Regions from separate parts of the Mus musculus genome. Here region 1 is linked to region 2. The links are chromatin contacts, called in public HiChIP or PLAC-seq maps. All regions are on one chromosome and are shown on one strand. The core of a region is the stretch at or near the end of the contact, and the rest is flanking DNA. Distances in the headings are between cores, read along the strand shown.

Evidence for each region. HiChIP or PLAC-seq counts read pairs in DNA pulled down with a chosen protein or histone mark.
Region 1: an H3K4me3 HiChIP or PLAC-seq map of embryonic basal ganglia shows a contact between it and region 2, with 2.6 times the contacts expected there. The contact joins two enhancer-like sites. A contact is called at or near these places in 1 of 484 Hi-C or Micro-C datasets (nephron progenitors), 2 of 115 datasets of contacts at active chromatin or transcription factors (embryonic basal ganglia and embryonic forebrain) and 1 of 9 other capture datasets (embryonic tail).

Annotation. Positions count from the first base shown.
Region 1 is chr5:112,048,090-112,053,368 of GRCm38.p6, reverse strand. No RefSeq gene overlaps it. Among named protein-coding and RNA genes, the nearest start is that of Gm30032, 70 kb to the left of the region's middle. Within about 2 kb of position 3,113, at least 20 of the 459 cell types and tissues checked have an H3K27ac peak or open chromatin away from gene starts, as enhancers often do. A contact at or near this core is called in embryonic basal ganglia, where this site is marked.
Region 2 is chr5:111,833,565-111,838,921 of GRCm38.p6, reverse strand. No RefSeq gene overlaps it. Among named protein-coding and RNA genes, the nearest start is that of Gm36535, 43 kb to the right of the region's middle. Within about 2 kb of position 2,866, at least 35 of the 459 cell types and tissues checked have an H3K27ac peak or open chromatin away from gene starts, as enhancers often do. A contact at or near this core is called in embryonic basal ganglia, where this site is marked.

The DNA of each region.
Region 1 (5,279 bases), core at 1,864-4,363, 210 kb before region 2:
TCTCTCTCCATAGAGCCCTGTCTCATAAAAAAGGCAGTAGTGTTTCTTTCTCTGCTGTAGCATGGCAGGTTTCTGGAGAAATGCCCTTAGATTCATTTAAAAGTCTAAGCAGGGACCACACAAATTATTAGCATTTGAAATATTTATAAAGTCTTGTGTTTGCCACGGCATAGGAGGAGGTCTACCACAAATAACAAAAAACCTCAGTGTACCCTGAGCTGGGCTGGGCGCGGGACACAGGGTGGGACACAGGGTGGGAAGGAAGCTTGTCTGCCTGCTATGTCTGGGTTTCCAAGTCTGCCTCACAGCAGGTGAGTAGTCTTCCTGCAGACACCGAGGCTCTCCCCACAGCTCCACCTAAGTGGTTGCCCAGACAGGATGAAGGATGTAGATTTCTGCTTTAGAAACGCGTTGGCTATCCCAAAATGTTTTCAGAATTAAGGTACCATACAGCAGAAATATGCAGCCTGGGTGCACTGTGAGGGGAGGAGGCAGGTACTTCCCAGACCTGACAGATGGGACAACTGAGGCCCAGGCCACGAGGTCTGATGTTGGTCACTGAATAGACAGGAGTTCACATCTGGCTCTGTCTCATCCCAGGTCCTGGTCTCCCTGGAGATCACTTTAATATGTGTTATAGAAATGACTTGAGAATGTGTGTGGCTCTGATTCATTTATTCATATTTTGTGTTTGTGAAAGTCCATTCATTCATTCATTCATTCATTCATTTATTCACCCATCCATTCTTTTGCTCCTGGATTCATTCATTGTACCATGGCAGAACATGGTCACTGACCTAGTCAAAGTGGATCAGAGATCTCCTTTGCTTGCAGATGACCCTGGGAGGGACTGGGCCACCAGAGTGTCATACAGCTGGAGAAGACAGGACACCAGCTGTAAGGCCACAGCCCCTAAAATGCCATTGCACAGGGACCTAGAGCTGTCTCAGCTCCATGTGTGGTCAACCTGGTGATTGCTCCAGCTAGAGAGCGCCAACCCACAGAGACCTGAGACACAAAGAAAGTGGACATTGCACAAATGTGCCAGGAAATGTGAGGTGGTATGGATGAGCCTGGAGAGTGGAAAACCACCTGAGCCAATCAGATTTCTCCTTCCAAAATGCAGACCTGGGAAGCTGTCCCACACTTGAGCTGTTGGCTAGGTATTGGAGCCTTCATGTTCTGAAAGTGGGGGCAGGGTGTGAAGCAAGTATCTTTAAAGTCACTAAGATACAAAGTGTTAAAGTCACTAAGATACAAAGTATCTGTGAAGAGCACACCAGGCCTGCTGTGTAGGGGAATGGGCCCAAGAGTAAGAACCAAGGCCCCTGACGCCCTCAGAGCTTTTCTTCTGGTTGGGTGTCTGGAAAGGTGGGAGCAAGATCAGTCCACTGGGTGGTGACAGACACGAACGAACACATTTATCAGAGAAATTCCACAGCATGCTTCACGGAGGGTGCCTGATGCTGAGGGCTTTTTTTTTTTAATTTTTATTTTAATTGACGTGTAATGATTATGCATACTCGTGTCATACCGTGTGGTGTTTTGATACATGCGTGTCACGCATAACGATGGAGCCAGGGTGATCAGCATCTTCATCACATCAGACATCTGTCATCTTTGTGTGCTCATGTCCTGTCCTGGCTGAGGCGGGGTAGGGTGATCTACCGTTGTGAGCTGTGGTTACCCCAAGGACTTAGTCTTCCTGTTGCTCCAGTCTCCAGCATCCCCCATCCCTGACAAGATGTCTGTCTTCACAGATGAGGAAACAGATGACCGGAGGGCTGAACCTTTATAATTCCTAGGCACCTTTGCTGGTGTCCAGCCCCTCGAACAGCCCACAGTGTCTCCTCCTGGAGCACCCTCCAATGGGCAGATGGGTCAGGTCCCTTCCTTCTTTGCCCATCATTAATTTTGTGATATGAAAGAGGGGGTACTGACCCTCTCCAGTCCTCACCCATGCTCTGCCAAGCATAAGCCTGGACCCACCCATGTGTCGATGCCCTCTTGTTGGCCAAGTGGTTCTGGGATAGTGAGAGGACCCTAGATCACTCAACCTTCCACTTACCCTGGGACTTTGGTCGAGAGTCTCTCTCTCTCTCTCTCTCTCTCTCTCTCTCTCTCTCTCTCTCTCTCTCTCTCTCTCTCTCTCCTGCTCTCCTCTCCAGCTTTCACTGTCTCCTTACATGAAGATGATGACATGAGCTTACTCTGCTGTGAGACTTGGCCCTGTGCCCAGCTTGGGGGAAGCACCAGTCAGGTTGGTGGGGATAGTCATGTCCTCCTGCCTACAATGAGGAACACCGAGCTCCTCAGCGCTGGTCTTCCAGGGCCCCAGCCTCTGAGTCAGAGCCGGGTATGAAGAAGGAACAATTTTCTGACCCTGCGTTCAGGCTGCCAGAGCCATTTAGGGGTGTCAGACAAGGAGTAGCCCCTAACACCCAAGCTGCCTAGGTGGTGGCCGGCGTTGGGGTGGCTTCCTCTGACCTTAAACCCTAACGCTCCTGCCCACATCTGCAGCTAAATAAACCAAGTAATCATGCTGGCAGATAGATAATTAAATAATTATCAGGCACTTAATAACGAGGAGTGGGAGCCCTGCCTCTCCGCATTAGACAGTGTCTTTGAGGGCTAATTGTTGCATTACATCAGAGTCCCCTCATTCATTACTCTTGTCATTTCGGGTGATAATTTGCACTTTAGGAGACAGCGACAATTTTAGCAGGCAATTAGAGACGTGTCAGGCCTGGCCCTGTGAGTTACTGTCACAATTATTGCCCTCCCCCCCACACCCCACCGTCCTCATTTGCAACCATGTATTTAAGGGGATTTGGGTAATTCTAGGTCTGGGTAAAACAGCCAACCCATGGGACGGTGGAAGGTCTGGGGATCGGGCAGATACCAGTACCAGAGCAGGGGAGGGATGCTGTACACAGATCTGCAGGGATGGGGCTTCTCGTTGGTGGACAGAAACTGCATCTAGTCGCCCATCAGTGGGGTTCTCCTTCCCTGGTGGCTCTTGATGTTCTTCCACCCTTCCCGGGCATCTTTCTCAGCTCTTTTATAACCGCTTGAGTGCACGTGATTAAGATCTCTTTGCAAGTCTCTGAGAGGCAGGAGAGAATCAGAATGGGCGGAGGAAAGAGGAACGGAGACAGGGAACTGGGAAGTATTCACTAGGGTTTTTAAACCGTAATTTTATTTTCTGTGTTTTGGCATCTTGGGGACTGTTGGGCCTGGGGATAGACTGCTCTTTCCAGATCAGCTGGTTTCTACAGACAGGGGCAAACCAGCTGGATCCCAGCACGACCCCACCCACCTGCTCACTTTACCAGGATTCTACCACCTGGGGGGCCTTGTCCTCAACCGGGAGTCAGCCTGCGCTGAGTCATCCTGAGCCTTACTTACTTAGCTGGGGTTTCTGTTGCTGTGCTGAAACATGGTGGCTAAAAGCAACTTGTGAAGGGGAAGGGCTTATTTTACCTTACACTTTTCTGCATCATGGTTCATCACTGAGGTAAGTCAGCAGGGACTCAAGGCTGGACCCTGGAGGCAGGAGATGAAGTGACACCATAGAAGAATGCTGCTTATTGGCATGCTCCCCATGGCTTGCTCATGCTTTCTTATACCACCCAGGATTCCCTACCCAGGGATGGCGTAATCTACAGAGGGCTGCTCCCTCCCTCCCACATCAATCATCGATCAAGAAAATACCCTATATCCTTGCCCACAGGCCAGTCCTATGGAGAAAGTTCTCAGTTATGATTCCCATTTTCCAGATTAGTCTAGGTTTGTCTCAAGTTGACATAAAAGTAGCTAGCACAGATGGGCAGTGGGTAACCCAGGACTGCCCCTACCTAAAGTTCACTGAAGCTACCAAATAGGCAGCCCGCTATCTACTTGCAGATCTAGACCTCCTCCCACCATGCTATGGCAGAAAGCTCTGATCCATATTCATCCTTGCTTTCTGCCTCCAGCAGACTCCAGTGCCTCCCGGACTGGAACCCGCAGGTGCAGACACTCCCTGGGTGTTTGGGGACTGTGCCTCTGTAGAACACTGCTTATCTCTTGGTCCCCTTGGCAGGAAGAGGAGAGAGGGGGGAGGAGAGAGGGAGTAGAGGGGGAAAGGAGAGAGGAAAGAAGAGGAGAGAGGGAGGAAGAGGAGAGAGGGTAGGGGAGAAGGAGCAAGAAACAGGGAAGGGAAGAGAGGGAGAGAGGAAGAGAAACACACACAGGGGTGGGGCAAGAGAAACAGAGCTGGGAGGGCAGAGAAAGGGCGATACTCAAAAGTTGTGTTTGAGAGCAATACGTTTTCACTGACTCCTCATCATTAAAGCCCGGTGCCTGGGTTTATGACTTCCTTGATCCTGAGAAACTCCACAAGACCATGAGTTAGCAAAACATATTTTGACTGGCTACAGGAGACTCAGAGGAAAAAGCACTGTCACACTCAAGTGCAAAATTCCACAAAAAAAGAGGAATTGAAACTGTAGCCACCACCTTGCAACTATATCCTGAGCCATAAGACAAGAAAAGCATTCTATGGCCTAAGCTGCTTCTTTCCCAACAGCTGTCAGTGGAAAATGCCTGCATCCACTTCCGGGTCATAGGACACCTGCATGGAGATGTGTGTTGTCCAGAATGTGGGTTAGCCTCAGTTTTCCTGTGTTTTAAGTTCTGGAACCTGGGTTGTACCTGTCTCATCTCAGAGGTGTGAGCTCTGATCTGCAGGGAAATGAAACAGACAGAGGCTGTGAGCCACTGTTCTGAGTAAATGACCCAGAGGTTTAGCCTTCGTTCTCAAGCTCTTACTGTTGTGGTTGTATGTTCCCCATGTGACTTCACTGGGACAGCCTCCCTGTTCCCAGAAACACATGGCTGTGTGTCTCTGGTTTCTGTTGTGTTGGGACCTGACCCGAGAAGGACCTCTGTTGTGCTGGCTGGCTGTGCACTGTGAGAGGAAGCCACCATCCCCTACACCCTTGAGCCCACTGCATAACTGAGAGCAGAAGGCAGGTACCTGTTGCTGTTCTTGTTGCCATGACAAAAGTCACTTAAGGGAAGAAGGGCTTGTTTTGTTCAGAGGTTCTGTCCATAGTGGTGGCAGTGTAAAGGAAGAGATGGCCCACCTCATGAACAGGAAGGGAGAGGAGGGAAGGAGCTAGGGCGCAGGAATTCCCCTAAAGTCCCACTCTGCCAGTGACCACTTTCTCCAATCACACCCACTACTGAAACATTCCAGAACCTTCTAAAATAATAATACTCAGAGTACAGACCTT
Region 2 (5,357 bases), core at 1,617-4,116:
ATGAACTCCGGACCAGTCATGGATGAATGGGTTGTAAGTGGATGGGTACATGGTGGTACGAAGTGGCTGGTAAGTGGATCCCTGGTCCATGGGTGGATAAAGCTGCTTCTCAGACTTCCTTCAAGAAAAGTCCTCCGGGATGTGGCGAGCACTTTATCCACAGGGCAAGCCCCTCTCCACCCTTCGAATGGTTTTAATCTGCCGTTCCCAAGGAGGAGTGCGGGACCAGGGCAAATGTCTTTTGGTGACTGCTAATGAAAACCCAGATCCGTTACCAACTAAGGTACTCGGTTGAAGGACTTGGTTTCCCCATCCATGTCACACAACCCATGGAAAGCCCAAACACAGAATCGGTAGTTATTTTGAACTCAGAAATGATGGTTCTGGGATTCCCAGGGCCATTCTCTGCAGGGGCAGAGTCACACCCAGTCTCTCACCTCCAGGAGCTCCTGGGAACCTCTCCCAGCCCAAGTCAAACAGATCCGCCCAGCTGCCTCAAACACCACTGCAAAATCACAGGCAACGGGGCAGAAAACCCAATTATTCTCAGCTGTTACTCTTCTTAATTTAATATTTCCAGCAAGTTCCCTGAGCCCGTGCCGCCTCAGAACGAGATGTGTATTTGGGCTCTACTGCTCGGTGTTACATGCTGATGGAGCCAGCCACTCTGCTGAGGTGATTTGTAAGCGGGCTGCCCCTCCCATGGTCTGGGGACTTTTATAGAGTATTACTGGAAGAGATACTCAACCCAAGAAGTCTTTATAATGACAGGTATAGTAGGGACAGCATAGAAACCTGACCTAGCTTGGCATCCATCCCCCTCCTGAACTGCAGGACAAGAGACTTCTGAGCAAGCAAAGGATGGGGTGTGTTACTCTGTGGTCTCGTGTGATCCTGTATTTAAACAGTGTGTGAGCACATGCATGTATGTTCATGTATAAGGCCAGGGCTCCATGCCCACTAACTTCCTGTATTACTTTCCACTGTACATTTTGAGGCAAGGTCTCTCGTAGAACCTGGAGCTTGCCTCCTGTCTGGGCTGGCAGTTCTGTGAGTCCTGGGATCCTCCTGGCTGTGATCTCCAAGCTGGGATCAATCACAGGCCTGGCGGCACCAAGCTGGACTTTTTCTGTGGGTGCTGGGGAGGGTACTCGGTCTCTTGCACCATGCTTTCCTGATCAACACTTTACAGACATGGCCATCCCTATGCCCAAGACTGTCATTTTGGGGGGATTCATTTAAGGAAGAGTTGCTCTCTATGTCCCCATTATTCTCTTCGACACATTAGAGTCCTAGGTCCCGGATGCCAGGCCTCCAGTGGAGCAACTCACAAACACTGTGTGTCCTGTCCCACTCTCCTGCAAGGCATGAACATCTTGAAGAAGATGATGATGATGGAGAGGTTTGAGGCTAGAGAGGGAAGGTGATAGCAGTGGCTTCAAATCTAAAGTAACCAGGACATAAAAGCTGTCCAGGGGTTGAGGAAGGTGGATCTGCTAAGTCCCAGGATCTGGCATGGGAAGCCAGGATGTCTTGTAGAGTGCGCATGGCAGAGCTGTGTGGCAGGGCTGTGTGGCAGGCCTGTGGAGGGTTCATTCTCTGTCCCTCGTCTCTTGCAGATTCTGTCTTTGGCTTCCCTGGAAGCTGAGGCTCAAGGCTCTCTCTGCACAGAGCAGGGGAAAGGTGGGAGTAATCATGGGAGACATGTCACGGGGAACAGTGAGGACAGTCAGGATGTGACTGTCTGAGGAAGGCTGTAAGGGAGGGCCTATGGAAGCAGCTGCCCCACGTACAAGCCACCGTCCCACTCCACACTCCACCCAAGGACCCTGGCTGAGGGTCAAACCCTCCTTAGCTCTTCCCATTATTCCATCAGCTTGGGGCTGTCATTAGCCCCCAGCACCAAACAAAGGCCCCTCGTCCAGGCGGCTGCATCCGCTGGGCTAATTAATTGGATTAATGGCAGAGCAGCCCACACTGGGGCTGCGGGATCACTTCAATGAGTCTTCCACACCCGTCCCCCGAGTCTTTGGGGTATGGGGAGGCAAATTGAGTTAAAATTGAAGAGATGGCTGCATTCATTAGCCCGCCCACCCTCTGAAGTCGCTGGTTAATATGCAAACTATTAATATGCAAATCAGCACAAATGCAAAATAGAAGAGTGAGCGCTCCCTCCTTTGGAAACCAGCTCTAGCCGCCATGGCTTCCAGCAGAAGGTGGAGGCCGGTGCCTTGGCACAGATCTGAGGTGGGAGGCAGAGCTCAGTGTCAGAAATCAATTAAAAATGGTAACTGTGCACTTTATCAGGTGCAACACTGTTCACCTGTACCAGCCCCCAGGGCGGCTGGAAGAGGCTGGTCTGGACCATTTTTGCCTTTGCAGGCTTTGGCTTTGCGGCTTTGAGCAACCCCCCTCCAAGCAATCAGGAAGCAGGTCCTGTTACAGTTTGATCGCCAGAGGTCAGAAGTCAAAGCAGAAAGCTCACCTAGGTGCTGCCTGTGGTAGGGATTCCTGGATTCAAGCAATTGTTTCATGGGTGAAATCGTTTGCTCCTTTTCAATGAGCTTGTTTCTCAACCAACCATTGCCACATGCTTTAGATATTAAAGGGAGAGAGAAGGGAGGGAGGGAAGGGAGGCGAAAGAGTGAGGAAAGACACGGAAGGGAGGAGGGAGAGTCCTTTTGGTTTCTGTCTCTGTGTCCTTTCCCAGAAGCAGGCAAGCTGCTATTTGCACAGGTTCCTGTTACACCCTAGCTGCACTCATCAGAAACAGCCACTTTCCTCTCATTCCAAGCAGAGGTTGCCCAGCGCACACCCACACCTAGCTCCGCTGATCAGTTACATTGTATCTGAAGTCCTCCCTCACTCTGCTACACACGCTATGCTCCCTCGGAAGAGCTAGGTTCCTGGCTCACATGCTATCACCACAGCGTCGGTGGAATTCTTAGCATGCGGAACATTGGGCATCTGTGGTGATGACAGGCAGCACGGCATCCCCAGGTGCCGTGGGCAGGGATGCCTGTGGCTACAGTCCTCTGTGAGAAGCAGAAAGCATTTCTGTTCTATCCAGCCCTTGGGTCCCACGGCGGAAGCATGTCTCCCCCAACTAGGGAACACAGGGTCTCAATGTGTGACTTATCTCTAATGCTGGGTGGTTTTGGAACTATGTTGGTTAGGGTCCCCCCCCCCCCCCTTTTAACCTGACACACGCTAGAGTTGTCTAATAAGAGCTAACCTTGATTTAGAAAATGCCTCCCTCGGGCTGGCCTGTAGGCAAGCCTGTAGGGTGTTTTCTTGATTGGTGATTGATGTGTAAGGGTCTGTCTTACTGTGGGTGGTACCATGTCTGGGCCAGGATTATAAGAAAACCAACCGAACAAGCCAGGGGGCAGGGGGGAGCAAGCCAGTAAGTAGTGTTCCTCCAATGACTTCTGCTTCCGTTCCTGCTTCCAGATTCCTGCCCTGACTTCCGTCTGTAATGGACTGTGATAGAGTATATCACATATGTGGTAGGGATATATAAGCCAGATAAACCCTTTCTTCTCCAAGTTGCTTTAGATTATACGGTTTCACCACAGCAATAGAATCCCTGACTAAATCACAAATTGGTACCAGAGAGTGGACTGTTCCTGTGACAGATCTGACCATGTTTGGGGGAGGATTGTGGGAGGAGATTGGAACATCAGGCTAGAAAAGCTATTGAGTGTTCAGAGCTTAGGGGAACACAGGGTACTGCTAAAAGCAGTGCAGAGAACGGAGGTCTAGCTTCAAGTTTCTGAGGAAAGTGATGACTCTATCAGGGCCCTTTGTGTGATATTTTGAATTAGAATCTGTGGTTATGATCAGTCGGAACTGAAAGTTGGCTGTGATTAACAAGAGACCAGACCATTGATGTGACATCTTTGCTGTGCCGGGACAGCTGATGCTGGTTGGCTAGGGCTGAAGAGTCAGCAGAGGTTAAGAAGAGGCTAGCATCACTGAGGCAGGAGCTGATAAGTGTTTTCTTGGGGGAAGCACACAGAAGCCATAGCCCAGAGGGGTCTACAGTTGGCAGCCAAACTTGGTAATGTGTGACAATTTCCCGGGTGTTAATGATTTTGAAGGCATGAAGGGCTCATGGAGAAAGACTGAGGCTTTGCACCACATGGTAGGGTCAGTGATCCTGAGGAGAAACCAGGAGACCATTGGCTAAGGTGCAGCCTGCGGTGATCCTAGCATATTGATGTTCCTGCAGCTGTGGGATGATCATCAAGGACAGCAGCAGCTGTGAGGTAGAGCCGGCCTGAGTCTGTGAGACATACTGTGAGCTTCAGATCCACAGAAACAGAGGAGTAGATCTGCCCAAGCTCTTTGCCGTTCAGAATGATCCCCAGACATTAAGCGCTAAACCTTTTACACCATTGATTTTTTTCTCCTTTTTATTTACTCTTCTCTCCTATATTATATCCTATATATGGTTGGTATATGATATACAATACACTCTCCTATATTATATCCCATATATGATTGGTATATGATATATAATACACAATGCACAGTATATAGTACAGGATACATGATATATATATAATATATATGGAATGTAATATATAGAAACTTCCCCTTTCCCCCAGATCTAGCCTCCCTTAACCTCCCCCTCAGAAAAGAGCAGGCCTTCCAGGGATATCAACCAAATACAGATTGTAACTGTTCCCTTGTTCTTCCCTTTTGGAGTAAGAAACTATGTAACATTTTCTTTAAAAGTATCCCACTTTAACTTTTACATTTCATTTTCAAGGAGACTTTTAAAGTGTTGAGAGTTTTAAGACTGGGATTTCTAAAGGTATACTGCTTTATAATGTGATATTAATATTAACATGGCACCTTGGGGACAAAGAAGAAAGGAAAGGTTATGGCTTAATAATGTGCTCGTGTGTCAAGTTGACAAGGGGTCAATTGTTTTGGTTAGTGTTTTGTCCACTTATCAAAAACTAGAGATACCACAGAAGAGACAAACTCAATTCAGAAAATGTTCCCATCATACTATTATCCTACAGGCAAGCCTGTGGACCATTTTCTTGATTTATTATTGATGTGGGAAGACCCAGCCCATCGATGTTGCTCCTGGGCAGGTGTTCCTAAAATGTGTAAGAAAGCAGGCTGAGCACACCTGTAAGCAGCATCCCTTCACAGCCTCCGCTTCTGTTCCTACCTCTAGATTCCTGCCTTGACTTCCAGCCCTGACTTTTCTTCATGACAGGCTATCAGCTGTAAAGGAAAATCATCCCTTTCCTCCTTAAGTTGCATTTGATCCTGATGTTTATCACAATGATAGAAAGCAAACTAGGGTATGGATGTTCTTTCTGAAGAGTACACGG